Linked DNA regions of Mus musculus: all the other regions are linked to region 1. Evidence: chromatin contacts called from public Hi-C and promoter capture Hi-C data. All regions are on one chromosome and are shown on one strand. The core of a region is the stretch at or near the end of the contact, and the rest is flanking DNA. Distances in the headings are between cores, read along the strand shown. Region 1 holds the start of Aco1 (aconitase 1). Region 2 holds the start of Smim8 (small integral membrane protein 8). Region 3 holds the start of Alg2 (asparagine-linked glycosylation 2 (alpha-1,3-mannosyltransferase)). Region 4 holds the start of Map3k7 (mitogen-activated protein kinase kinase kinase 7). Region 5 holds the start of Zfp189 (zinc finger protein 189). Region 6 holds the start of Akirin2 (akirin 2). Region 7 holds the start of Rnf20 (ring finger protein 20).

Region 1 (3,201 bases), core at 313-2,812:
TGGCAGAGGCAGGACCACACACAGAGCTCACCAGGAATGTGGAAGTGGCAGAATTCGGAGACTGGGACACCATACTTCAACAGACCCAAGGCTAGAAACCCCCAACAGAACTGAACACAGGGATAAGGAGGCAAAAACATGCCACCTGGTGTTTTAGACATGACCTCTCAACTGCTTGGTAATCTTACAGCAACCCCTACACATTTGGCATGGTCTAGTCACACCCACCTCCCTGAACTCACAGGTCTGGTGTGCTACATCAGGTTTACACACATCAACTCAGCAGGCACAGAAACAACCAAGGCACACATGAACATCACCCAAAGCCACCACCAACTGTGGGGATCTCGTATTCCGTTGGAAAGTGAGGTCCAGAGTGCTCCTGGGTATCAGAGGTTAACTCCTCCACGGTGCGGAATGGAAGAACCATAAATAAAGTGGCAAACCCAGTGAACTATGCCTCCTAAGCACTGGCTACTTCGGTGGTTCTAAAGTATGCTGCAGAGAAACACAGGCGCAGGTGTTTGGACGGTCAAAACCACTCTTTAAGCAATACAATGTTACATTTTCACCAATATACTTAAAAGTCTTCAGAAGCTACATGACCTGTCATACTGCAACAGGCTGAGTGTCTTCTAAGCAGAGATTTGCAGGAAGGTTAAAGAATGCCATTCTTAATAACAGTGTTTTGGAAACTACAGAATCGGTCTATCTGAATTAAGTATATTAAGTGTCTATACGCTGTATTTATACACTGCAAAAATCAATAGGTACAATCTATATAACAAAGGTTCTTTAGGCGCGCTGCCGGTCCTAAATGCAAAAGTTCGGCAACTTCTGCTGGGAGGCTGTCATGCGTGCTGCAGGGAGATCTGCGGTTCTAGTGCACTGGGCTGGCCAGAGTGGTACAGTCCCGTTCTCCTTGGGTTTCTCAATCAATCACCTTGGACTCTATGCCCTTCCACTGAGGGGGCTCTTACCCTCACCCCGCCTGCCTTCGCCCCGTGCTGGGGACTCCAATCTGCCGGGCACAATCGTTCCTTTCTATCCCGTGGGCTGGGCCTGGCACAATGACACCCCGGCGGTGCGGCCCTCACACCAAGGCGAGAACTCCCGGGGCGCCGAGTAGAGCCACTCCCAGTCCAGAGCGACGCAGGCTGGGGAGCGAGTAGAGAGGTCACCCCAGGAGCCAGCTCCACCGCCTCCCCGCAGCTCTCCCCGTGTCCTCGGGTCTGCACCCGTGGGAAAGGCCTGCACGGACGCCCCGGGGCCGCGTGGTACTCACCGCTCACAGTGCAGTTCCCGGAGCACACAGGCGGGTGCTAGCAATGTCCCAGGCCGACTCCGCGCTCCTCCCACTGAGCGGTCCTCCGGACGCTCCGGCAGCGAGGCGGGACCGGTGGAGAGCGGGCCGGAACCAGCTGCTGCGGGAGAGGGGCGGGGCCCGGGCCTCACTCCGCCCCCCGAGGGGCGGAGCCTGGGCACCTCCTCCCTCTAGAAGCTGCAAGCGATGGCTGAAGCTTGCAGTCTAGTCCGGGTGCGCCCTCCCTTCGGAACCTTCCGATCTTGGCAGATGGGCGGAGTCTAGGGCCTATTCCGCCCCAAGGCCCAGATCTGACTTGAGGTTGCGGCCAAGGGGCAGAGCTTGGGAACACCTCTTCTTTCCAGAGCCTGAAGGCAGACCATACCGAGGGACGAGTCCCAGGCCCCTACATGGCCAGGTTTAGGGGCTGGGCACCGTCCCACCCCTAGAACAAGAGACTCGTGGCCACGGACGGGGGCGGAGCCTAGGACCTGCTCCACCCCTCTGTACCTCCTAGGCCCGAAGGCCCGAAGCTGAAGGCTATTGATCTTCGTGGCTCCTCCCCATAGGCGGGAGAAACTGGGCCCCGAGGCTGCATCTAGCTTTGCTAGTGGCTCAGTCCCAGGAAGTGTAGAGCCGATTTCTAGGCTTTTCCTCTTTTGGAGCGTGGAGAAGGCTGACTGTCCCTCACGAGGGGCAGAGTGTGACATGTAACTGCCTGACTAACGTAGGGAGCCTTAGGATTTCTGTTGCTGCGATGAAACGCCATGACCAAAAAGCAAGCTGAGGAGAAAGGGGTTTATTTGGCTTACACTTCCAATTCACTGGAGGAAGTCAGGACAGGAACACAAGCAGGGCTAGAACCTGGAAGCAAGCACTGATGCAGAGGCCGTGGGGGTGATGCTTAATGCCTTGCTTCCATGCCTTGCTCAGCCTGCTTTATCATAGAACTCAGGACTACCAGCCTAGGTGAGACCACTCACCATGGGCTGGGCCCTCTCCCATTGAGAAAATGGTGAGAAAATGCCTTACAGCTGGATCTCATGGAGGCATTTTCTCAACTGAGACTCCTTCCTCTCTGATGACTAATTTGTGTCAAGTTGGCACACAAAACGCCACCTTTCTTTTAAATGCTGGGTGGTAAGTACGTTTTCTGAGTGCCTCTTCCAGTGTCCCCCACCTCCTCCACCTTGCCCTTCACTTCCTATTCCTACCCCAACTACTGTTTTGTTTTAGATTTCTTCCCGAGGGTTTAGTTGTTTGGGGTTTTTGGTTTGATTTTTGAGTCAGATACTCATGGGCCCCAGGCAGGCTTAGAGCTCATTGTTTGGTGGAACTCCCCAGACCTTGGACTCCCTACATCTACCTTTAAAGTGCCGGGACTGCAGGTTCTGTCCCACCACACCCAGCTCTTATAAAAGGCAGTTTCTCCGTTATTACTAGCTCAAAGCACAGGAAGTATACATCAGGAGCACACTTCAACATGTCTGTAGCTTACACAGAATGCAAACTTTCTATATATAAAACTTGGTTTTAGCCTACAGCAACCCATTAATTACAGCACATGCTGTCCACCGATCTAAAGTCTGAGCTGTGAGACTGAGTGGGGGTTCCGTCCATGCTTAGCAGTTTAGCCTCTCAAGTCAATGTGAATTTGGAAACATGATTGATTAGCTCTAGATGAAAGGATGTAAGGTTTTGCTGCCCAGATCATTTGGAAATTCAGTGTAGGCTTCTACATTGAGTTAACACGAACGAGCATCATATAGGGAGAATGACTAGTAACTAGTATGTCAAGCACTTGGCTAGCGATGGGTTTTGCTGCTCTAGGTTGCTCCCTTAGTGTTGAAGGCCCTGAGTTCCAGGAACTCATCACAGGGTGGATTTGAGTTCCAAGC
Region 2 (3,603 bases), core at 285-2,784, 5.4 Mb after region 1:
CTGGCCCTGGGCAGGTTCACAATTGTCTTTAACTCTAGTTCAGGAATTCCATGCCCTCTTCTGCCTCCAAAGGCATCAGATAGAAAACTCACGCATAGACATATATAAACAACATATATATATATATATATATGATACTACCCGAAATAAATCACAAGGACTGTTAATCCCACAAGGCAAGAATAAGACTACTATCACAATTTTTGAGCTAAGCAGGCTTTATTAAATACTGGCCAGGACAAGGGACACTGCCCAAGGCCATATCCAGGAATCCCAGAGTAACAAATTACATTAGTCAGAAGCGTATACAATCAAAACTGACAAGGCTATATACATCCCACTTTTATGTAATCAGGGGCAAGTATACATCCTGACATATTTCCTGCCTACACCTCCCACCTATGTGTGCACATCCTGTGCAGCTGAGACAACCAGCCTTGTTTACAGAAGTGAAAACAAGTGGCTTGTTGTCTTACAGGAGCAACAGCTCCCAGCATTCCAAGAAGCTATCTGTTCTTGCCAAGAGGGGCTTACAGTTTAGAGACATTTCTGTTTTATGCCTAAAGCACACAATAATTTAAACTTAAAATATACCTTTAGCCTTCACAGGACAACTCAGGAGTCAGGATGGGAGGCCATAGAAAAGAGAGAGTAGGATTGGTTTTGAAAATTACCACAAACAATGTTCACATTTGTCAACTGATAATCCATTAATTATATCATATACTTTGGCTTGATGTCCTCGTAAAATAAGGCTAGGACTTATATTACTTAAAAAAAAAAAACCCGTGTTTGAGAAAATACTGATAATGTATGATTTTTGAAATTAAATATAAGCGAACTATTAATATCTATGTGAAAAACAAAATCGTCAGTGCTATCAGAGATCCCGTGAGAAGTCTCTTTAACCCCTGGAGATCTAATTTGGGAAACTCTGATTAGTAATCTCTGATCAATTTGAATGTGTTTTTTTTTTTTTTTTTTTACACAAGTGATGGTAGATGATCCCTGTCTCAGAACGGCTAGACTGACCACAGTCCCGGTTCTAAAGACTCGAACCCTTCACCACCACATGTAAAACTTCTAATTCCAGTCCCTTTTCTCTTAAAGCTCTTCTGCCACACCACTGCTCAACTAAAAGCACCCTATAAAGCCCCAGACTCCTTTTTGGCGATACTGCACTTCCTTCTCTTGGAGGCAGCTGGATTCTAGCCTGAATCTTTCCATTTCCATTAAGTGCCATTAGGTCCCATTTCCAATTCTGGATATCTCTTTATATAAATATACATGAAACCCACGAAACGAAAGCTTATTTGAATGTGAGAGGCTGAAAGTCAAAGGCCCCAAGAAATCAAACCAGACTGCTCATCTGGGTTCCAAAGCCAAGGGCTCCTGCAGTTCCAATGCCAGGGCTCGGCCCGGACCCCTGCTCTACGGCCTCCGGAGCATAGATGGCGCTGTGGTGCGGCTCTTAGAGCCCCGGCGGGAACGCGCACTGGTTGGGCGCGCACCGGGCGAACCGGAAGGAAAGTCCAGCAGCGGGCGTTCGCACGGGACGCCGGAAGTCTCTGAGCCTGGCGGCGTCCGAGCTGAAGCTTCCCCGGCTTCCCAATTGCCCAAGGTCAGGCTCCGCCAGCCCTCGAAGGGGAGGGTTGTGGTTTGCAGAAGATGCTAGGGTAGGTTGCCGGGAAGCCTGCCCGCCGACCACACAAGTTTTCACACTTGTTTATGAAGATTTATACTGAGCTCCGTAGGAGCCTGGGTATCTGACCGCGGTCTGAAAAGCTTTACAGCCTTCAGGTCCTTGCCACAGTGACACTCTTTCCCCAATCCATGAGTGGGGTAAATTACGAGGTGGAAAGTGGGTTTTGTGTGTGGTGTTTTTCTTTTTTCACTTTAAAGTTATATTTTACAGTAAAAACGATAGAGTTTATTTTTTAAAATCTAAGCGATCTCATTTCCCCACTGTGAGACAGGGGGCTGGCTGTCTTGGAACTCGTTCTGTAGACAAAGCTGGCCTGGAGCTCAGAGAGATCCGCCTGCCTCTGCCTCTCTAGTGCTGGGCTTATCTTAGGGTCCTGCGTCTGGTAGTACTTTATAAATGCAAAACACTTTCCTCAAAAATCAGTTTTGGAAAAAGATGCTGATGGAATAGGAGTCCACTACAATGGGAAGAATTGGATTATCCTACCCTAGTAGTGAAAAGGCATCGAAGGTAGGAAGGTTGCACACTATCTGTAGGATGACCGCTATTTTGTTAACATCTTTCCTTTTAAGAATGTTAACAATGTTAAATACACATCTGTAATATTGCAGTGTATAATATCATTCCTTTTATTAAGGTGGAATCAGAGTTGTCACTTACTCAAAAAAAAAAAAAAAAATTCCTTTAGAAGCACCAGAGTTGAGATTAAGCTTACTTAGTTCCCTCAAGCTATAAAGCCCTGATTCTTTCTCAAAGTTTCTCATATTAATCTAAACTATTGAAGGTGTCCTACTCCGGACTTTTACTTTCTTAAGCACTAAAAGAGTATAGTATGTGAAACATAATAACAAGAGTATCTATACTATCGTTGAATGTTTGGTCCATTTGAGGCAGTTCTCTATATATTTGAAAATAGAGTGCTTTTCCTAAACCAGTTCTCATTGTTTATATCTTCATACTTCCCCATACAATATAATATAGGTAGCTATGCCAATCTTGTTCTAGTGAATTTGGTGTGTACAGACACGGATAGTTCATTCGTTCACATGCACACATGTGCAGTATGTGTGTAGAAGCCAGAGGTCAGCCTGATGATGTTCCTCAAGGGCCACGTACCTTGTTTTCTGAGACAGAGTTTCTCACTGGGACCTGGGACTTACTGATCCCAAAGGGCTGACTGGTCAGAGAGCCCCAGAGATGAGCCTGCCTCCCCCACCCCAGCACTGGGAGTTTTATGGACATACCACAGCCTGGGTTTTATATGATGCTGGGGATTGATGCAGGCCCTCAGCACTGCTAATTAGTAACAATATATCGTCTGACAGTTATCAAGTGTTTATATAATGAGCTTCAGTGTTTTCTCCCTCATTGCCCACGAGTCCACCAGTCCAACCTCTTCTTCCCAACAGGCCCCTCTTTCCTCCCTCCCCCCTAACCTCCCTGTGTGCATAAAGTTATCTACCAGAGCAAGAACAGTTTATCAATGGGTATACCACTGAGGGAGATGGCACGTTCTCACTAGTTAACTGCTAATAGTTCCTCAGGGAGGAGTGGGGTCTGGTGCTTATTTTGTGTGAATAAGTATTTGTCTGTGTGTGTATATATATGCACCATGTGCGTGTCTGGTACCCATGGAGGCCAGGAGAGAGCATTGGACCCCTGGAACTAGAATTGCAGGCAGTTGTAGCCACCATGTGGGCTCTGGGAACTGTCCCTAGTCTTCTACAAGGGAAACAAGTATTTTTAACTGCTAGGCTGTCTCTTTAGCCTAACTAGTAAGTTTTCAAGTGTTGCTTCTCAAATATATTGTGGATCATCCCTCTAAATATTAATTTTGGTACAGTAGAGGAGGAAACACATACACACATTAAAAGATGGCTAGCCCTGACTTTGTTTGG
Region 3 (3,443 bases), core at 431-2,930, 7.3 Mb before region 1:
TGTGTGGGAATGTCTAAAAAGAAACTAACTAACTAAAAAAAAAAAAAAAAGAAAAGAAAAGGAAAGAAATGGTAGTAAGCTCAGAATTGCTGGCTCACAGGAGGGAGAAAGGAGAGGCGTGGAATCCCTCTGAAAGCCTTTTTTAACAGGCACCACCAGAAACTTACAGAGAACCTAAGTGGAAGAGCAACTGGAGGGTGAATAGTGGTGTAAATTCAAAGCAGAAGAAGTTGAGGGCTAAACTGGGGGGACAGAAATGGAGGAAAAAAAGTAGTGAGGTCTTCCTATGAAATATGGCATATGACTGTACAGAGAAGACACACCAAATTAAAAAAGATAAATAACTGGAGTTTCTAGATTTCTATAAATAAGCAGTGACATTTAAAAATAAGGAGACCCTGAAGCTGGAAAAGTGGCTGAGAGGTTAAGAATACCTGTTGCTCCTGCAGAGAACCCCAAATCGGTCCCCAGTACTCATATGGTAGCTCACAATCATTCATAACTGCAGTTTCAGGTGACCTCCAAGGACACCAGGCAAGAAAGAGATGCGCGCGCGCACACACACACATACATACACACACACACACACACACACAGGTGCGTGCAATACACACACATACACAAAATAGACTTAAAAAGAAAGACACACACACAGCTGGGATGGGGAACCAGGGTGACAGACTGTGTAAGACACATTTTGTTAAACTGAGTGTGTATGGGACCTCCATATGGAAGACTGAAAGGTAAAGCCTCAGACACACCAGCTTTATGCCAACGCTTTTCCTAAAGTTATTCCTGATCCTAGTCTAATTTACCTTTAACTAAAGTGGTGCGTGCAGCTGATCAAGGAGAGGAAAACCATGCCTCCCTCCTAAAGGGCCTTTAACTAACTAGATGGCCACGTCAGCTCGGGCTCACTCGGCCCCTATTAATCTTTCCATCCTGGAACTCCTCCTTCCAGCAATGCAATGCAACCCTGGGTACCTAGCCTCCTCCAGCCATAACCGGGCGTCCCCCGCAAGCCCCCAGCCACTTACCTCTGCCGAACAGTGGATCCCGCAGCCCGTGCGGCCACCGCTTTGCTGGGAGAGCGGCCAGAGGAGCCCACGTTGGTGCCACTGGGCGTTGGACCCGGCTGCAGAGGGAAGCAGACAAACAGTGAACATCGCGGGTCAAATCCTCTTCACACCCCCGACCCCACACCCACCCGAGAAGCTGGGAAGAGCAATGAGGTCCCAGAAAGGAAGACCAAGATAGGGGCTAGTGCACCCCATGGAAGCGGGGACCGCGCACCATGCTGATGCCTAAGAACGGTGGGCACAGGAGGCAGGAAGAGGGAAGTCGTGAAGTTGCCGAGCACTCAGAACTCTCGTAGATACAGGCTCTGGCACCGCCCCCCGGCCGGCTGGCAGGGCCTTCGCAGACTCTTGGATGACTGGGCTGTCCTGAGATATGCCTGTAAAGATTACGCCGACAACAACTGGGCCGTGTGAAAGTACAGCCCTTTCGCTTCTTTTATGTAATTTATTTAGCGTGCTTAATATGGTCAAACATCACCAAATTGCAAGCTTTGGACAGGTCCACATGAGAAATTGAGTCAGGCATTTTCTTAGCGCCCACAAGCTTATCGCTGATGTGGCCTAAACTAACGCAGGCGTAGTTGCGCTGGCTCGGCTTTCAGTAGCCAGAGGGGGCCAGGGGCGGAGCTTGCAGGAGCTTGCAGAAGCTCGCGCGGAGAGCGCAAGCGCGGCTCATCTACCATGGCCGAAAACCTGTACCGAGCCCGTTCCCGGGTTTACAGCCCATCTGTGCTGTTTCTGCACCCAGACATGGGTATAGGCGGAGCCGAGCGCCTAGTGCTGGACGCGGCGCTGGCGCTGCAGGAGTACGGCTGTGATGTGAAGATATGGACCGCGCACTACGACCCGAACCACTGCTTCATCGAGACCCGCGAGCTCTCGGTGCAATGCGCAGGGGACTGGCTGCCTCGCAGCCTGGGCTGGGGCGGCCGCGGCGCCGCCATCTGCTCCTACGTGCGCATGGTCTTTCTGGCGCTCTACGTGCTGTTTCTCTCCGGCGAGGAGTTCGACGTGGTGGTGTGCGACCAGGTGAGGCCGCCACCAATTCTTGGCTGGGGGGGGGGGGGGGGGGCGGCGCCGAGAGGGGGGGAGGGACCGCTGTTCTAGGTTTTTAGGAACTGTCCAGCAGGAGTCCCCAGGGAGAGAACGGCCACCAATTTTAGTATGGATAGACCCTTTAAAATGGCAGATCTCAGGGACATCTCTCCCCCGCCCCCTTCCTTTCGTTGAAGATCCTTGAGGTAGGGCTTATGTGTCTGCATTTTAAATGTTTAGCCTTGGGACTAAAATGATTGGATCCAGGTGGTTGCTGGCATTAAAAGACGACTTCCGGCCACACCTTGTATGTGACTCAATTTACTCTTCTTTCTTCTCCGTTATTCCTTTGTCTCTGCTTTCAGGTCCCATCCATCCCACCCTTCCAGTCTTTCTAATACTGCCATTCCAGTACTTAGCAGTGCCACGGATTAAAGTCAAGCTAAACATATCGTTTCCCCATTAGGGTCCCCATTGGTCTTTGGAGAAAAATCCAGTTATTTTGTCTATACAAGTGTCTGAGCTTGCATATCAAAACCAGAGGTCAGCTAATATTCACCTGAACATTGGAGTCAGGCTCTCTCACTGAACCTGGAACTGAAAGATTGAGCTAGACTTTTGGACAGGTGTGCACTGCCATACCCAACATTCCTGGAGCCAACCCTCAGTCCTCAGTGTTTTTTTTTTTTTAATTAAGAAGTAACATTTACTCAGGAGTAAAAGTTCAAATAGGAAGTATAATGTAAAAATTCCCTGTCCCCATCCTTGAGAGGGCGAGCCATTGTCAACAGTGTCTTCTGCATCCTTCCAGAAGTGATGTGTGGCCCTGGTAGTATATGTGTCTGTTTCCTGCTACATCTTATATGTACACAGCTGGGATCCAGTTTACCTGCTGTTGGACTTTTTGCTTTTGTTCTGCAAAAATTTGAAACATCTTGCTTATTGATATTCAAGATCCACATCAGTCTCTTCAGTGACTGGAAAGTCCCCTGTCCTGTAAATATTTCAGTCTTCCCTAAAAGACACTAACATTGCTGTGTGTGTGTGTGTGTGTGTGTGTGTGTGTGATCCTAGGTGTGACACTAGATATGACATCCTAATACTGCATTTATTTCACTTCTTACAGTCCTCTGAGGAATCTCCTGATAGTCATGGTCATTGTAAATGTCAGTAACAGTTTCCAGCCTTTACTTACAATGATGTCACCTTATTCTTCCAAGGTCTATACTTGGCTACCCAGTGCTCTTATCTAAGCTGACATGTGGAAATAGCCACAGTTGCTCCAGGGAATCTTTAATTATGATCCTGAGTTGCACTGAACCACCCTGA
Region 4 (3,511 bases), core at 683-3,182, 8.2 Mb after region 1:
ACGAAACAAATTTCAAAAATGTACCAGCTTTGGATTGAGGGCTTCAAATTGATTATTGTCTCCCTTAGCAACTTGCAGGCCCCAATGAGGCAAGAATGTGAAAGCTTTAAAAAGTTGTGTGCAAAAAACTAAGGCTGCAAAAATCAAACAAAGTAAGCTCGTGGAAATATGTGGTAGACCATGAAGTACAAGTTATTATTATATAACAATTTGTAGTCTACAAGGACAGCAATTCATGAGAGTACACGTAAATGCTTATTTAAAAGCTGCGATTCTTGTATACTGACTCACTGAAGTTTTAGTCTTAAAAAAGAATGTTATCCATGAAAGCTGGACCAACTACCCGCTTCTGAAAAAAGGAATTTATCTTAGCTTCAATGGGGGTGGGGGGGACATATAAAATGTTTTCCTCTTCAAAAACAGGCCTTCTTTTAGCATATGACCTTAAAGCAGGTCACCCTTCCTGTCTGGAACTTTGCTTCCTAACAATATGTCAGGCACTATATTGGATTTTCTGCACACACTGCTTAACTGGATTTGTCACACTGATAAAGTAGCAATCACTCCCATCTTACAGTTAAGGAAACGAACACACAGAAAGCAGTAGGAAACCAAGTCCCACAGTGCTCTGTCTATCTCTGAAGCGTCTTCCTCTGTCTCAAACCTTCCCCTATCCAGCACACTTTTTCTAAGATAATCATGCTCTCAATGAACACACTCATCTCTGGTTAGTTTTTGTGATACAAAGATATGACTTAGTAGTCCTCTAAGGTAAAGATGTATTTATTGATTGTTAATTTGCTTGCATCTTTTAACTCCTTACTATAATACTTTAAAAATGAAGAAAAGACAACTCAGTCTAGCTATAAAAAACCCACACATTAAGGCACAGAAAATGCACAGTGCTCTTAAAAAACGGTTAAACTCATAGAAACTGCGTGAACGCGTTTCTAACCAAAGCTTCAACGAGTTCTAAACGGCATTTTGAATATATGTACAGATTTTTTCCTCTTCAGTAAATATTAAGACTCTTAGAAGTCACTGGCCCCACTGTGAATCTGAAAATAGGCGATGAAGTGAAGACACTCTTCCACCTGAACATTGAATTTATTCGGTTTTTCTAACAGCGATTTCTGGTGTAGCGTAATATTCTGACTGTCACCATAATCACTACTTGCCTCTTCAGACTATGCTACTTGAAACATGTTTTCATAACAGACTTAACGTTACTAGAGATTGAAATTCATCTACAGAGCCCAATAGAAGGTAGAACTACCTACGGTATCAGAGAAAGAAGAATCCGGGACCAGGGGAAGCACCGTGAGACGTTCGACGTTCTCTTTACCAGCCTGTCCCAAGCATCCTTTCGTGTCACACACTGCGCTAGAAGTCACACAGACAGACAAGACAGACATACAGACAGACAGACAGACACACACACACACACTATCCTGGACTCTAACACCACTACCAGCGAGCTGAAATCCCGCGGCCACCAAACTTTGCTCAATCTATTTACGGATAATTGAACTGCCGACCACATAAGAATCAGGTAGAGAATCACAGATTCAGACTCAACCCCCGAAGCCCATGGGGAAGCCGCCTCCCGCCCGGGATCCCAGGCGGCGCGGGGCAGCAGGTCTCGGCCTCGCTCACCTCTTCCACCTCGATCTCCTTGTAGTCGATCTCTTCGAAGTTCAGGACCTGCGACGGCGCTTCGATCATCTCACTGGCAGAAGACGAGGAGGAGGACGAGGCGGCGGAGGCTGTCGACATGATCCCCCGCGGCGCCCGGGGGGCCGCGCCCGCCCTCCGGCTCGCGCAGCGCCCTTCAGCCCGGAGCCCCGCAGCCCCGCCGCCCGGCGCTCCGTGGCGCGGGACCGACCCGGGCCACCGCCGAGTCCCGGCTTCGGCTCCTCAGCGCTTTCCGTCGCCGGGCCCCGCCCACCACACTTCCAGTTCCGGTTTGAACTCGGAACTGGGAGGGAGGAGGCGCGCCTGCCGGACCCGAGCGGGGAATTTCCTGACCCGGGGAGCGAGTGAGGGAGAAGCCGGGGTAGGGGCGGAGTGGAGGAGGGCGAGCGCGGAGCCGTGGGCCCGAGGAACAGGTTTCGCGAGACTTTTGCGAAAGGGCCTCGGCGGCAGGAGGATACCGCGAGACTGGACGCCGTGACGTAGTAAATGTGCGCGATCGGAACTGGCGCGGAGCGAGCCCGAAGGCGGACCGGTTGGTCCTGCGGGATCCAGCGGGAAAGATGAACTCCGTCGCTTTCTGCCTGTTTCTTTTGAGCCGCGTCGTGCCTTCCCCTGCTCTGTGCTGGGCGGTCTGCGGTCAGGCAGCCTAGGGTTTGTCTTGTGCTCATTGGGCACCTCTTCATGTCGGGTTTTCAGCCGTGAGCCCGTTACTTTTTTAAGCGGAACCCCGAGCTGGCGAGGGGGTTCGGGAGCAGCGGTTAGCGCGCGCCATCGGGGGGAGCACCGTGACGCGTGAGCGCTCACTAATGGAAGTTAGCATCGTAGAGAGACACCAGTGGCGTTTTACACACTTCCTAAGGCAGTTCAGATGGCTTCGCTTTGTCACCTTCCCGAGGCTGTCGTCCACAACAGCCCCGAGGGTTTGGTTTGAGAATCCGTGGACACACCAAGACGACGGATTTTAAGAGGAGCCACTATGCCTCAGAGCTATAAGGAGAGTCACGCTTCATTGTCCTTAATGTTTATGTACAGCATTTTGGCGACCTTTGAGGACATTGTCTTTGAAGGACTAATGTCTCTGAAGGATTGTTGAGTTTAAGGGAGATCATAGGGTGGTTCCTGAAGACTACCCAACAAGATTAGGATTGCTACGGTAAAGCCCCATATTCCGGGGTTACTAGAGTTAAGATAACTTAATTGGAAACAAAGTTAATAGTCTAATGTCTAGGAAAGGACGAAGGGCACAGGCTTGAACCTTAGGCAAAGATCCACTGCTAGTTTAACCTAAGATACCTTTATAGGAAGGAATGTTGCCTTTGTGTCGGCAGTCTTCATAGCAAATGTTGGTTGTACTGAGATTATTTATTTATTTATTTTTAACCCGATGAGGAGTTTCAACTTCGAATAAGGGGCACCTTTCCCTATTTATGGTCTCATAGCTTTTCCTTTCCTGCCTTTAATGCTAGTGCTGTATGCTTACTAAATACTCAGCAGTAGCATGGCAATTCAAGTTTGAGTGTCACAAGTTAGGTCAGAGAACCCCAAGATGGAAGGTATTGCCCATGTTGTATGACCAACACGATTTTAAATTTAAGCTAGGTGCTGAGTTTTAGTTGATTTGACTGGAAACCAGTGGAACCATTGGAGTTAAAATTAGTGACCAAGGATGCGCTCTTGAGAATGTCAAGTCCTGCGCTTCCTAACAGGCTGAAAGGAGGGGAGAGAGAGGGATCCCAATTTCACTACACGGGAGCTTTCTCATAGAACAACAATCTAGGATAATGTAAAAAAAAAAGAGTAAATTGAACATGTTTGC
Region 5 (3,497 bases), core at 570-3,069, 9.4 Mb before region 1:
GACATGCTCCTGGAAGGTGGAAAAATAAATGCTTTGGGACAAGCACTGGGAGAGCTGGGAGAACACTTAACTTCTGCCTCCCAGTCCTGAGACAAAGCAAGAGGAAGGAGGACCCGGGAGAATGAGCAGCCCCCACTTGAAGGTCTGCCAGAGAAGTGGTGTGCTCGGCTCTGTGCCAGCTTTCAGTGTAGGCCGGAGCGGTAAGGAACACTGTGTGATGAGCAGCCCAGGCTCCAGAAGGCAGAGTGAAAAGAGGGTGGGAGGAGAGCCGTGGGAAGATGAACCGGGAAGGAAAGTACAGAGCCAACAGAGCCGTCTGGGAATGAGATTCTGAAGCTGCCAAAGCCAGCCTTTGCTAACAAGGAAGCGAGGGAGACCAGAGTTGTAGAAAGATCCGAATCAGAAGGTTGGGACAAAATAGTGCTGGTGTCAGTTACACTGCTTGACGCATTCTGGGTTTAAGTGTTAGTACCTTATTAGATATTTTAGTTAGAAAAAGCGTGCATTCTTACCCAGCGAGACCAGCTTTCCGTAGCTGTCCATCATGACATCTTTATACAGGCTTCTCGGAGCTGGATCCAGATAACCCCACTCCTCCTGAGTAAGAAACATAGCCATAGCCTCAAATGTCAGCCACTGCTGGAATTGTTTTCTCTCTGTAGTCAGTTCCAGTGGTCTCTCCACTGAAAGTGGGAGAAGTTATTGTCACTTTACCATGCTCCCATTCACTAGGAGGAACACGGTAAGTAAGAGTTCCAAAAGGTGCTCAATTCATGGCACCTCACACTGAAAAGGATCTGGACTGGTCTAGATCCACGCCTTCCAAACTGAAGGTCTTCTCTGCTTTCGTTATTACACACTAATACCACGACTGTTTTTAGTTAACAGCCTTAAGACCACCCCAACGTTCCCTGGCCTCACTGTTCGCCCCAAGCTTCTACCCACACCAGCTTGGGACCCAATTCGACGCAGTTCCATTAGGTTTTCTAAACACTCACCTTGAGTTCAGACATTGTGCTAGCTGCAGAGGACAGACGAGATTTAAAAAAAAAAAAGAAGAAAAGAAAGAAAAAAGTGCCTCACCTGAGAAACTCATAAATGAGATCTAACTTGGAGCAGTCTTAATTTTCCCCAGCCGATTTATCAAGTTACTCTTGAAAAAAAGAAAAAAAGAAAGAAAGGAAAAAAGAAAAAGGGGCCTTGGGGAGTTTGTAAGTGAACTAAAAGCACCTTGCAGCAAGGGGTATGTCCCGCAGCAAGGGGTACACAGGAGTTGACTGGGGTCCTTTCTTAAGAGTTGTAGAAATGGCCAGGAGGGGGACAGGGGAAGAGGTGATGGCGCGGCCTTGCTGTCTTGGGAGTGGCGAAATAACGGAGATCTCTTGAAAGGGCAACTCACCTTTGGCTCCAGCGGTGGGCTTGGGGACGCCATCGCCTCGTTCAGGAATAGCAGCCACACGACATTGGGGCTCTGATGAGGCCTAGATGGCTGTTGGAAATAAGGCTCGGCGAGAAGGGGCTCACCGGATGGGTCTGGTGTGGTCCTGCCTCTGTCTCGGAGCGGTCAAGTTCCTAGGGGCATATCAGACGTTCTGTCTGGCTGTCCTCCAACCCCAAACCCAGTCCTCTGTCCCGCTGCCTAGCCTTAGGGTCTCCCTGTAATATCTCCTCCTTGTTGCCAATTCCTCCGCCTCAAAGTCAAGCTGCACTACTACCGACCACCCCCGGACCAGAAGGCGTTACCCGGAGCCTTCGCGGAACCGCTCCAACTACAACTCCCAACATGCCCAGGGAGCGAGCCACCGCCTTCTTCCGTAAATGGCAAGCGAACTACATTTCCCGGAATGCATAGGTCTGGGCAACGTCAGGGGCCGCTGAAGTAAGCTCTCATCTGATTGGCTGAGTCGGGCACGTCTGGCGCTCTTGGGTTGCTTGTCGAGAATGGCGGCGCTGATCGTGTCTCGGTTAGCAAGAAGAGGCTGGCTGTGGAAGCTTCCCTTGGCAACACGTAGAGAATTTTGGTCTCGATCCAGGTAAATCTGAGTGTTTCTCAATGGTCTAAGTTCCACGTAAGTAATCAGAAGCGGAGGGGACGAGTTCAGAGGGTTAAGATGGGACCCTGGTCCTGAGCCTTCAGGAGTTAGCGTGGAGTAGGGATCCGAGCTAAAAGCTTACGTTTCTGCGATTGGCAGGACCGCTTCTAACGGCAACACGGTGCGCTTTCCCAGATTTCACTGATGCATACAACAAATAGTTTCTAAATGCCTTCCGTGTCTCTAAGTGTGTACCCAGCAGTACTCTCTTTCCCACGCTTTAGTTCCACACGGGAGGGAACTGAGGCCCACTGAAGAGAAGCACGCACATGGTGGATCCAGAAGCCCCGTGACTTAACTGCTTATCCACAGTTTTCCTCACTGCATCCTGTGGGATCTATGTATATTACTTAGATAATATTTAGGGCCTGAAAATTTAACCGCTGGGACCTCAGAGAACAACGAACGTATTAAGTTAGAAGTTTGAATCCTCACCCCATGTATTAACTCTAACCTTTCCCTGGTTAGTGTCAGATGTCCCAAGTTCATTTCTTTTTTTTTTCACTCAACAGATATTTTAGTGTTTACTATATGATAAATATTAAAGATAAAGTGGTTAATTAGACCAAATCTTTGTCCTCATAGGAGAAGGGGGGCAGTTGGTGATAAACTGTTCATTTTTCAGGTAACCGTTCTTTAAGGTGTAAATGGATGTAGTGATGTATATTCACATAGAGGAGAGATTTCAGCAGTCAGGCCAATCCCACCTTTTTACATCCCTTTTTGCGTTCTGTTTGTTTGTTTTGTTTATTGTCAATCATCATAGCTCTGTGTTAGAATTTTAAATCTTGAAGCATAATTTCTTCCATGTTTTTCTTGCTCATGATTGCTGCAGCTATTCGTAATTTAAGATTGCTCTTTATGTCTTTGGGAAAAGCCATTCGATTTTTTTGAGTTAAGTATTTAAGTAGTGCAGACATGGAACAGTCATTGAACATGGACTGTCTCTTCATTTATATGTGTGTTTTCTGTTTCTTTCATGGATGGTTTAGAGTTTTAGAGTATAGATCTTTAACCTGCTTGGTTATTTTTTCCTAAATATTTTTTTCCTGCTGTTATAAACAAACCAGATTTCTTGATCATTTGGGGGGGGGTGATTTATTATTTCTCTAGAGAAACCACTGATTTTATTGAGGATTTATTTTATTTATGTCCATATGTGTATGTATAAATATATGTGTGCTGATACTCTCGGAGGACAGAAGAGGGCGTCAGATCCCCTGAGTTTGGTGTTACAAGAGATTGTGAGCTAGCAGCCTGAGGTGGGTGCTGAGGACTGCACTCTGGAAGAGCAGCGAGTTCTCTTAACTTCTGAGCTCAAAGCTCTCCAGCCCTCGACTTCTGACTCTTTATTAAATGTCTCTGATTGCTATTGACTGGCGGAGGCTTTGTATTCTTTCTTGG
Region 6 (3,163 bases), core at 200-2,699, 5.6 Mb after region 1:
ATACAAAAGCAATCAAAGGTCCATCCGGCAGACACTTTGAGAAAATGTTTCAAGACTTCAAGTCTGAAGTCCACTGGAATCTTGATTTATTCGTTACTCTCGAGGCTAGGTTGTTTTCTCCCAACATACTTCATTGGGATAACTAAAGCATTTACAAATAAACTAGTCAGTCTCAATTTGAAGTACACCTTCCTTTTCATTAAAAGTTCAGGATCTCTTAAGGACTGGACGCATAGTGAGATCACATTACAGTACTCGGGAAGAACATTTGCTTTGTTGTTGACCCTGCTAGGGAAACAGGTCTTGACTCAGCCAAAGTGGCGTTCTTGTGGGTGATTAATGACAGGCCTACAACTCGCCCCAGTGACATCCATCCCCCTCCAAACCCCACCCCTTCTATACTAAAACCAGCCAAGTCTAAAATGGAGGAGGGGCTGCCTTCTCGCCTCAAACCACTCAGTCACTGAGTTAATAGCTGCAACCAATCGATTCAGCCCAAGAGACCCGGAGATTCGGGTGAAATGTGACCCTTCTCTCGCCTGACTTATGAATAATATCACCCTCTCTGATCATTTCCGCTGGGGCTCTACATAAGGAAACGATTCTAGGGATCTAGCCCCAAATGATCTGCCTCACAATGAGGGACCCCCACAATGCCGGCCAACCCGACTCGTACCCACCCAACCTGCCGACACCACCCCCACCTCGGTTCAGGCCCTTCCTTCCCTTTGTGTCCGCACCCAAGCTCCCGGCCGCAGCCCACCCCGGCAGCCCCGGGGCCGAGGCCCACCTGTGGTGAGCCGGGAAGAGACGTCGCCGAAGGGGGAAGGCTCCATCCGGAGATACTTCTGCGGCGAGGCGGCCGCGGCCGAGGCGGCGGCGGCGGCGGTGGCGGCGGCAGGGGAGGCGGCAGCCGAAGCCGGCGCCGACAAAGGCGCGCACCGCCTCCGCTTCGGAGATGCGGGGCTCAGCAGCGGGTCGAAATCCAGAGTCCTTTTCAGAGTGGCTCCGCACGCCATGGTGGCGGGCGGCCGAGGCTCGGCTCGGGCGGGGCCGGGAAGGACGGGGGCAAACGGGCCCTCCGAGGTGCCCGGTGGGTGTGGGGCCCGGGACGGCGGAGCCGCGACAGGGCAGGCGGGCGAGGCGCGAGGGTCGCGCCGCCGGCTCGGGGCCGCTCCCGAGAGGCCGGGCCGCCCCCGCCGTGCGCTCGGGCTGAGCGCGCCGGGGCTCCTGCGCGGAGACCCGCTCCCTTCGGAAGTGGACCCGGCCAGTGGCGCGACCCAGACGCGATCTCCGACACGCCGGTGCAGACGGAAGCTCGTGAGTGGCGGCCACGCGCGGGAGCTGCGAGGTAGCCCGGCCGTACAGAGCTAAGCAATGCACTCGACCCTCTCTTCTCCACGGAACAACTCTGCCACCCGCCGCCGGCCCCAATATGGCGTCAATAACAACGCCGCCGATTCAAATCCTGCGGCCCCAGGGCGCCTGCGCACCGGGGGCGGGCCCGCCAGAGTGCATTCTGGGATTTGTGGGGTTTCGTGAAGGGCAGGGATCGGCCTGAAAGGCGGTTACCCAGAAGTCACAGAAACTACGACTCCCGTCATCCAAGGCGCACGATCCCAAGTTCCGGGTTGGAATTTAAATACCCCCTCATAAGTAAGAGAGTTTAAAAAAAAAAAAAAAAAAAAAAGACCTAAGGAAGAGAAAGGAGAGCCTGTGAGACAGTGGGGAAGAGGAAGCGAACCCATTGGAAAAGCAAGCTAAGCACTTTAGAGACCCTGTGAAGATTTGGCATAGTGACTTAAACGGGATATAACAAAGAGCCAGTCTAATATTTGGAGAGAGATTAATTTAGCTGTCAGGAGCGCCAAAAAACCAAATCTGTCACATGGAGGAGATAGGAAATAATGAAAACACCAATTTGGGTCCTCGAGACAGAACGACAGTAATAATATCAGATTACAGGATCTTTGAAGTCTGTGCTTTGCGCTTCCCAGATAGGTACTTGTTTGCTTATTAAATTCTGCATAGCTGAAAAGGAGCACAAAGTCAATTGTTTACTATGAGCAGAGAGCGATCAACACCAGAAATTTGTTGAGTTTGGAAGGCTGGGTGGGGTCTAGGGAAAGGCAAGCAAATAAATGCCTAGGGAGCAGGACCCATCTTTATTAGCAAAGTGGGAAGAAATATTTCTAAAATTTGTTTTTTCATCAACTATCTAAAATAGGGATCGACTACAGCACTGATGAAGTAATTTATGTAGATACTTTATATCTTCTGCCTGTGGATGCTAGCTCTCCACCAAGATTATAAGTATTAATACGCCTAATGCTCACTCTTTTCTGCTTACTCAGAAATCAACATATGTGGCTGCTTTATAGTTGTTTTGGACAATACCTCTCTATATATCCATTTGTTTAGAATTGTTCACCACCACAAAGATCAGCTTTCTTGATCACACTGTATAAGCAACTCTGTCACACTTATTTTAATTTAGAATATAGTTCTTAGAAAGTATCTTTTGAGAAAGACCAGCATTCTATGAAACAGTCACTTAACTAAGACTTGTACTAAGGATGTGTTTATTAAATTATAAAAACTCCAGGAAATCTGTTATTGTGCTGAAACTGACTGGACGTTCATACTTTATGTAAGAGCAGAATAAGAAAAGTTCTTGACTTTTTTTTTTCCTTTGGAGATAAGATCTGATATCAAATTCACTGGGTAGCCAAAGATGACCTTGAACTTTTGACCCTCCCACCTCTACCTCCTGAGAACTAAGGTTAAGATGATTGGCGTGTGCCATCATACATCGTTTATATATTGCCAGGGGTCAATCAAGCACCCTAGCAACTAAACAGCAGCCTCTCCTTTTGTCCACTAAGATTTGACCACAGGTGGCACGGAAGGTAAAAGGGAGCCACAAGACAGGACATTGAGATTGTGTGGAAGAGGAGGAAGGGGTAATAGAGTATTTGTGACATGAAAGCAGAAGGTAACTGCCAGGGGAGAAAGGGTACACGGCCTGGAGGAATGAACAGAAACAAATCAGGTATGAGCAGGCCATAACGCAAATTGCATTGTGGGCTAATGTTAAAAATAAACAAGAAATTCAGTAGGATAAATAAAAGCAATTGTATAGAGGTCAGAAAAAGAGCAGTAG
Region 7 (3,530 bases), core at 740-3,239, 9.5 Mb before region 1:
TACTAACCATTAAACACACAATTCGTCTACCACATTATCTAGCCCAGTAACAGCTCACTCTTATGAGTGCATGCTATTGCTTTTACAACGTTTGAGCTCTTTACAAGGACTCCCATTTTGCCTCCATCATAACCCAATGTCACACACAGGTACTACAGATTCATTTCACAATCAAACGGGCACAGGACAGATAATACAGGCCATACAGCCAAGAGATATGGCAGAGAGCACGCACGCGCGCACACACACGCGCGCACACACACGCACGCACACACACACACACCCCGGGCACTGATCTGACTCTCATTCAGCACTAGCACTCTCAAAGGCTTTGCTAGGGTGCCTCTCAGAACACGGCACCTATTTTTCAGTAAGGGAAAAGTGCCAATTAACTATAGCAAAGACTACTGTAGTCAGACTCTCAATAAAATAAAATAAAATAAACACCACAGCTTGCAAATACAGATCAAACATAAATTAATACACCTCACTTCAAGAACTGACCACCACATCAATTCATCTATTTCCCTCTTCTTTGCTAATGCTTATCTCTTAATTCAAGAAGCTTCCATAAATTTCTACTTTCAGGAACAACTGACAGAAGCCAAGCACACTTTTGCAGCCTCGTTTTCTCGTACCGTTGAAGAGACACCTCCTAACTTAATTGTTTCCACGGTGGTCCCTGAATCTTCAACAGCTGTCTTCTTCTCTGGAGGCATAGATGTGCCCGGCTCTCCAGCTGCTCTTTTATTTCCAATTCCTGACATCTTGGTATAAGATGACAGTTATATTTTTCTGAATGAAAAAACAGAAACAAAAATAGAAAACATGAACTGAATCAAGATAAGCAGACATGCCACAATATAAAGTACCTGTATATAAAAACTAGTAATTTTTTTCAGGCCAACTCTTTAACCTAAATCAAATAATTCTACGACAAAACCCATCAACCCTAAATCAAGAGAGAAGGGGGAGGGGAACTGTTGAGGAATGGGATTGACAGGATTATAAATTTCTACACAAGATGCTAATAACAAATAAAATTCTACTCAAATAATAGAGAAGCTATGAATAAATTTCAGGATTCTCACTTCCTGAGATGCCAAAAACAAAAAACTAAAAGAAGGAGAGTTTATTTATGACAGAGGTTAAGGTTAAAGTATTAGGAGACTTGGGGCAAGAGACGTGGGAAACATTAGCTAAGTCATTAATCCTATACAAGTCAGTTATCTCTGAATCTCGGTTTCCTAAACGAAGGACAACAACATGTTGCTAGACTTACTGCAACAAATGGATGGCATAGTTATAGAAACAACTTAGCATAATGTCAGATGAACACTAAGCACCCAGAAATGCAAGCGTTCTCTTTGCAGAGCCTTGTAAACGCTCCCTGAGCAGTTAGTTCTCCAGATGTCAGACGTAGGTGAGCACCCCAGCGCTTCCTTTGGGGAGCCGGGCTGCCTTTAGAGACCGAACCTGCCAACAATCCCCGTTTCTTTATCTGTTCAGACGGGATGCTCTTTCAGTATTTCCTACCTGACTCTGGTTCCGAAACTCACAAGGAGGTGGAATGGATGCTAGATGGCGAGCACCGCGGCCATCAGGGGTCTACATCCAGCCGGCTTCCGATCCAAACTCCGGGACGAGGCGTCAATGGCAAGCAGCAATCTGGGTTGGACCTCGCCTGCAAAGAGAGGAGACGGGAGCTGAGGAGAGAGCGCAGCTTGACTGGAGAGCGCTGGCCGCTGGCTCCGGCGTGGCTAACTACAGGCCGGGAAGATGGGACCCGAGAGTCCTCGCCGCTCACGGCCCGGGAGCAGCAGACGACAGAGCAAACCTGGGCTCTGGCAACTCCCGCCGCAGGGAGCGCGCGGCTCCCAGCGCTTCTTCACGAAGGCCCGAGAGGGACTCCAAGGGATTCACTTGGGATCCGCTGCGAGAGGGACTGAGCTCCACGGAGGCGGAGGCACGGAGAGGAAGTAGGGAAAAGGAAAAGGAAGTTGCTTCAACTTTACCCGAGGCACGGCGAGGAGAGGGCGGAAGTGACGTGTGGGAGACCGCCAGGCGGAAGTGACGCGTGAGGAGGGGGCGCAGTCAGTTCTGCGTGTGCGCTGCCGCCTCTGTGTTGGGATGGGCGGGGACTGTTTCAGACTCCAGTCCCAAAGTGACCGGTCTCTTCAACGCGAAGCATTGTGTACGGTTTTTTTGTTTTTTGTTTTCTTTTTTTTAAGGTCCATTATTATTACTGACGGAAAGCGTTTTGTTTATGTTTTGTGTTGGGGGGGCGGTCCTATCTCATCCAAGCTGCTAATTGGTTGATGGTCCTGTCCATCTCCCAAAGGGCAAGCGCCCTTACCTGAGGTGTGGGTGGAGCACTCTTTAAAGAGATGAAATAGCCTGCGTAAAACTCAAGGAATTTGACCGATTTCTAGTTCTGTGTAGTTTCCTTAAAGGGGATTCCAGCACGGCGATGGTAGCACTCGCCTTTAATCCCAGCACTCAGGAGGTAGAAGCGGGCTGATTCCTCTGAGTTCAAGGCTAGCCTGGTCTACAAAGCGAGTTCTCGTACAGCCGGAGCTACACAGAGAAACCATGTCTTGAAAAACCAAAATAAATAAGCACATAAATACATACATACTATGCATAGAAACCCTGCCTCAAAATAAATAAATACTACACAGAGAAACTCCTGTCTGGGAAGGCCAAAATAAATAAGCGGGGTCTCTATTTAGCACTACCTGCAAATGACACTCAGCTGGAGAACTTTAGTCTCTTGTAGGGTTAAAAAGTCACCTTCGCCGGGCGGTGGTGGCGCATGCCTTTAATCCCAGCACTTGGGAGGCAGAGGCAGGCAGATTTCTGAGTTCAAGGCCAGCATAGTCTACAGAGTGAGTTCCAGGACAGCCAGAGCTACGCAGAGAAACCCTGTCTCAAAAACCAAAAATAAAAAATAAAAAAAAAAATAAAGCCACCTTCATCCCATCCCATCTTCCCCCTATGGATTCTCATCACAGGTTTGGAAACTACTGCTTTAGTGTTTGGAGAGGATAAGATACTGACCAGAGACACTGGGGATGGGGGGGGGGGGGTCGGGGGGGGGGAGGAGGGTGTTAATTAAGAACAAGTCAATTAGTCTGTAATCTCAGTACCCGTCTTAATATGATTTTTTTTTAATGTGTGCATAGGTGTTCGAGTGCCCACATGTAAAGCTCAGAGGACAACTTTTGGAGCTAGGTCGTACTTCGAAGGCTCGGGTCTCAAGGGCTGAACTCGGGGTGACAAGCACCTTTACCCACTAAACCATCTTGCCAGGCCAGTACCAGGATGTTTAAAATTTATTGAGCGTTGATATTTTTTTTACGTTAGAAATAAACTACATCATTCAATTTTACTAAATGCATTTTAATGATAAAAAGGCAATCGATCTAATCTGCCCTTGAAAAGCAGTGTGGCTTCTGAAATTGTGGCAAATTAACCAATGACAGCAGATAAAGGCACAGGGATGTAAGAATGGCTGCTATACCCTTTTT

Evidence for each region. Promoter capture Hi-C pulls out the DNA fragments that hold promoters and counts their contacts. Hi-C and Micro-C count contacts between places; a contact is called where the count stands out from the background.
Region 2: a contact with region 1 is called in a promoter capture Hi-C map of pre-B cells, with 2.8 times the contacts expected there. The contact joins the promoter of Smim8 here to the promoter of Aco1 in region 1. A contact is called at or near these places in 3 of 39 promoter capture datasets (cranial neural crest, pre-B cells and second pharyngeal arch cranial neural crest).
Region 3: a promoter capture Hi-C map of pre-B cells shows a contact between it and region 1, with 4 times the contacts expected there. The contact joins the promoter of Alg2 here to the promoter of Aco1 in region 1. A contact is called at or near these places in 1 of 39 promoter capture datasets (pre-B cells) and 1 of 484 Hi-C or Micro-C datasets (uterus).
Region 4: a Hi-C map of regulatory T cells shows a contact between it and region 1, with 9 times the contacts expected there. The contact joins the promoter of Map3k7 here to the promoter of Aco1 in region 1. A contact is called at or near these places in 1 of 39 promoter capture datasets (cranial neural crest) and 2 of 484 Hi-C or Micro-C datasets (CD4 T cells and regulatory T cells).
Region 5: a Hi-C map of CD8 T cells shows a contact between it and region 1, with 5 times the contacts expected there. The contact joins the promoter of Zfp189 here to the promoter of Aco1 in region 1. A contact is called at or near these places in 1 of 39 promoter capture datasets (pre-B cells) and 3 of 484 Hi-C or Micro-C datasets (CD4 T cells, CD8 T cells and uterus).
Region 6: a Hi-C map of B cells shows a contact between it and region 1, with 5 read pairs. The contact joins the promoter of Akirin2 here to the promoter of Aco1 in region 1. A contact is called at or near these places in 1 of 39 promoter capture datasets (cranial neural crest) and 2 of 484 Hi-C or Micro-C datasets (B cells and CD4 T cells).
Region 7: a contact with region 1 is called in a Hi-C map of CD8 T cells, with 8 times the contacts expected there. The contact joins the promoter of Rnf20 here to the promoter of Aco1 in region 1. A contact is called at or near these places in 4 of 484 Hi-C or Micro-C datasets (CD4 T cells, CD8 T cells and rod photoreceptor).

What each region holds. Positions count from the first base shown.
Region 1 is chr4:40,141,626-40,144,826 of GRCm38.p6, reverse strand. Aco1 (aconitase 1) reads right to left here and starts at 1,562. Exons shown (of 21, transcript NM_007386.2): 1 at 1,286-1,562.
Region 2 is chr4:34,776,297-34,779,899 of GRCm38.p6, reverse strand. It overlaps Smim8 (small integral membrane protein 8), which reads left to right and starts at 1,534. Exons shown (of 3, transcript NM_001330757.1): 1 at 1,534-1,621.
Region 3 is chr4:47,472,604-47,476,046 of GRCm38.p6, reverse strand. It overlaps Alg2 (asparagine-linked glycosylation 2 (alpha-1,3-mannosyltransferase)), which reads left to right and starts at 1,680. Exons shown (of 2, transcript NM_019998.3): 1 at 1,680-2,108. The coding sequence starts at 1,761. Sec61b (Sec61 beta subunit) reads right to left here and starts at 1,386. Exons shown (of 4, transcript NM_024171.2): 1 at 1,294-1,386; 2 at 1,038-1,135. The coding sequence starts at 1,296.
Region 4 is chr4:31,962,528-31,966,038 of GRCm38.p6, reverse strand. Map3k7 (mitogen-activated protein kinase kinase kinase 7) reads right to left here and starts at 1,932. Exons shown (of 16, transcript NM_172688.3): 1 at 1,657-1,932. The coding sequence starts at 1,776.
Region 5 is chr4:49,519,498-49,522,994 of GRCm38.p6, reverse strand. Zfp189 (zinc finger protein 189) reads right to left here and starts at 1,819. Exons shown (of 3, transcript NM_145547.3): 1 at 1,400-1,819; 2 at 513-597. The coding sequence starts at 1,432. It overlaps Mrpl50 (mitochondrial ribosomal protein L50), which reads left to right and starts at 1,912. Exons shown (of 2, transcript NM_178603.4): 1 at 1,912-2,033. The coding sequence starts at 1,942.
Region 6 is chr4:34,548,901-34,552,063 of GRCm38.p6, reverse strand. It overlaps Akirin2 (akirin 2), which reads right to left and starts at 1,449. Exons shown (of 5, transcript NM_001007589.3): 1 at 791-1,449. The coding sequence starts at 1,019.
Region 7 is chr4:49,630,519-49,634,048 of GRCm38.p6, reverse strand. It overlaps Rnf20 (ring finger protein 20), which reads right to left and starts at 1,989. Exons shown (of 21, transcript NM_182999.2): 1 at 1,838-1,989; 2 at 1,537-1,684; 3 at 639-795. The coding sequence starts at 767. It overlaps Gm45952 (predicted gene, 45952), which reads left to right and starts at 2,097. Exons shown (of 2, transcript NR_168526.1): 1 at 2,097-2,194; 2 at 3,186-3,391.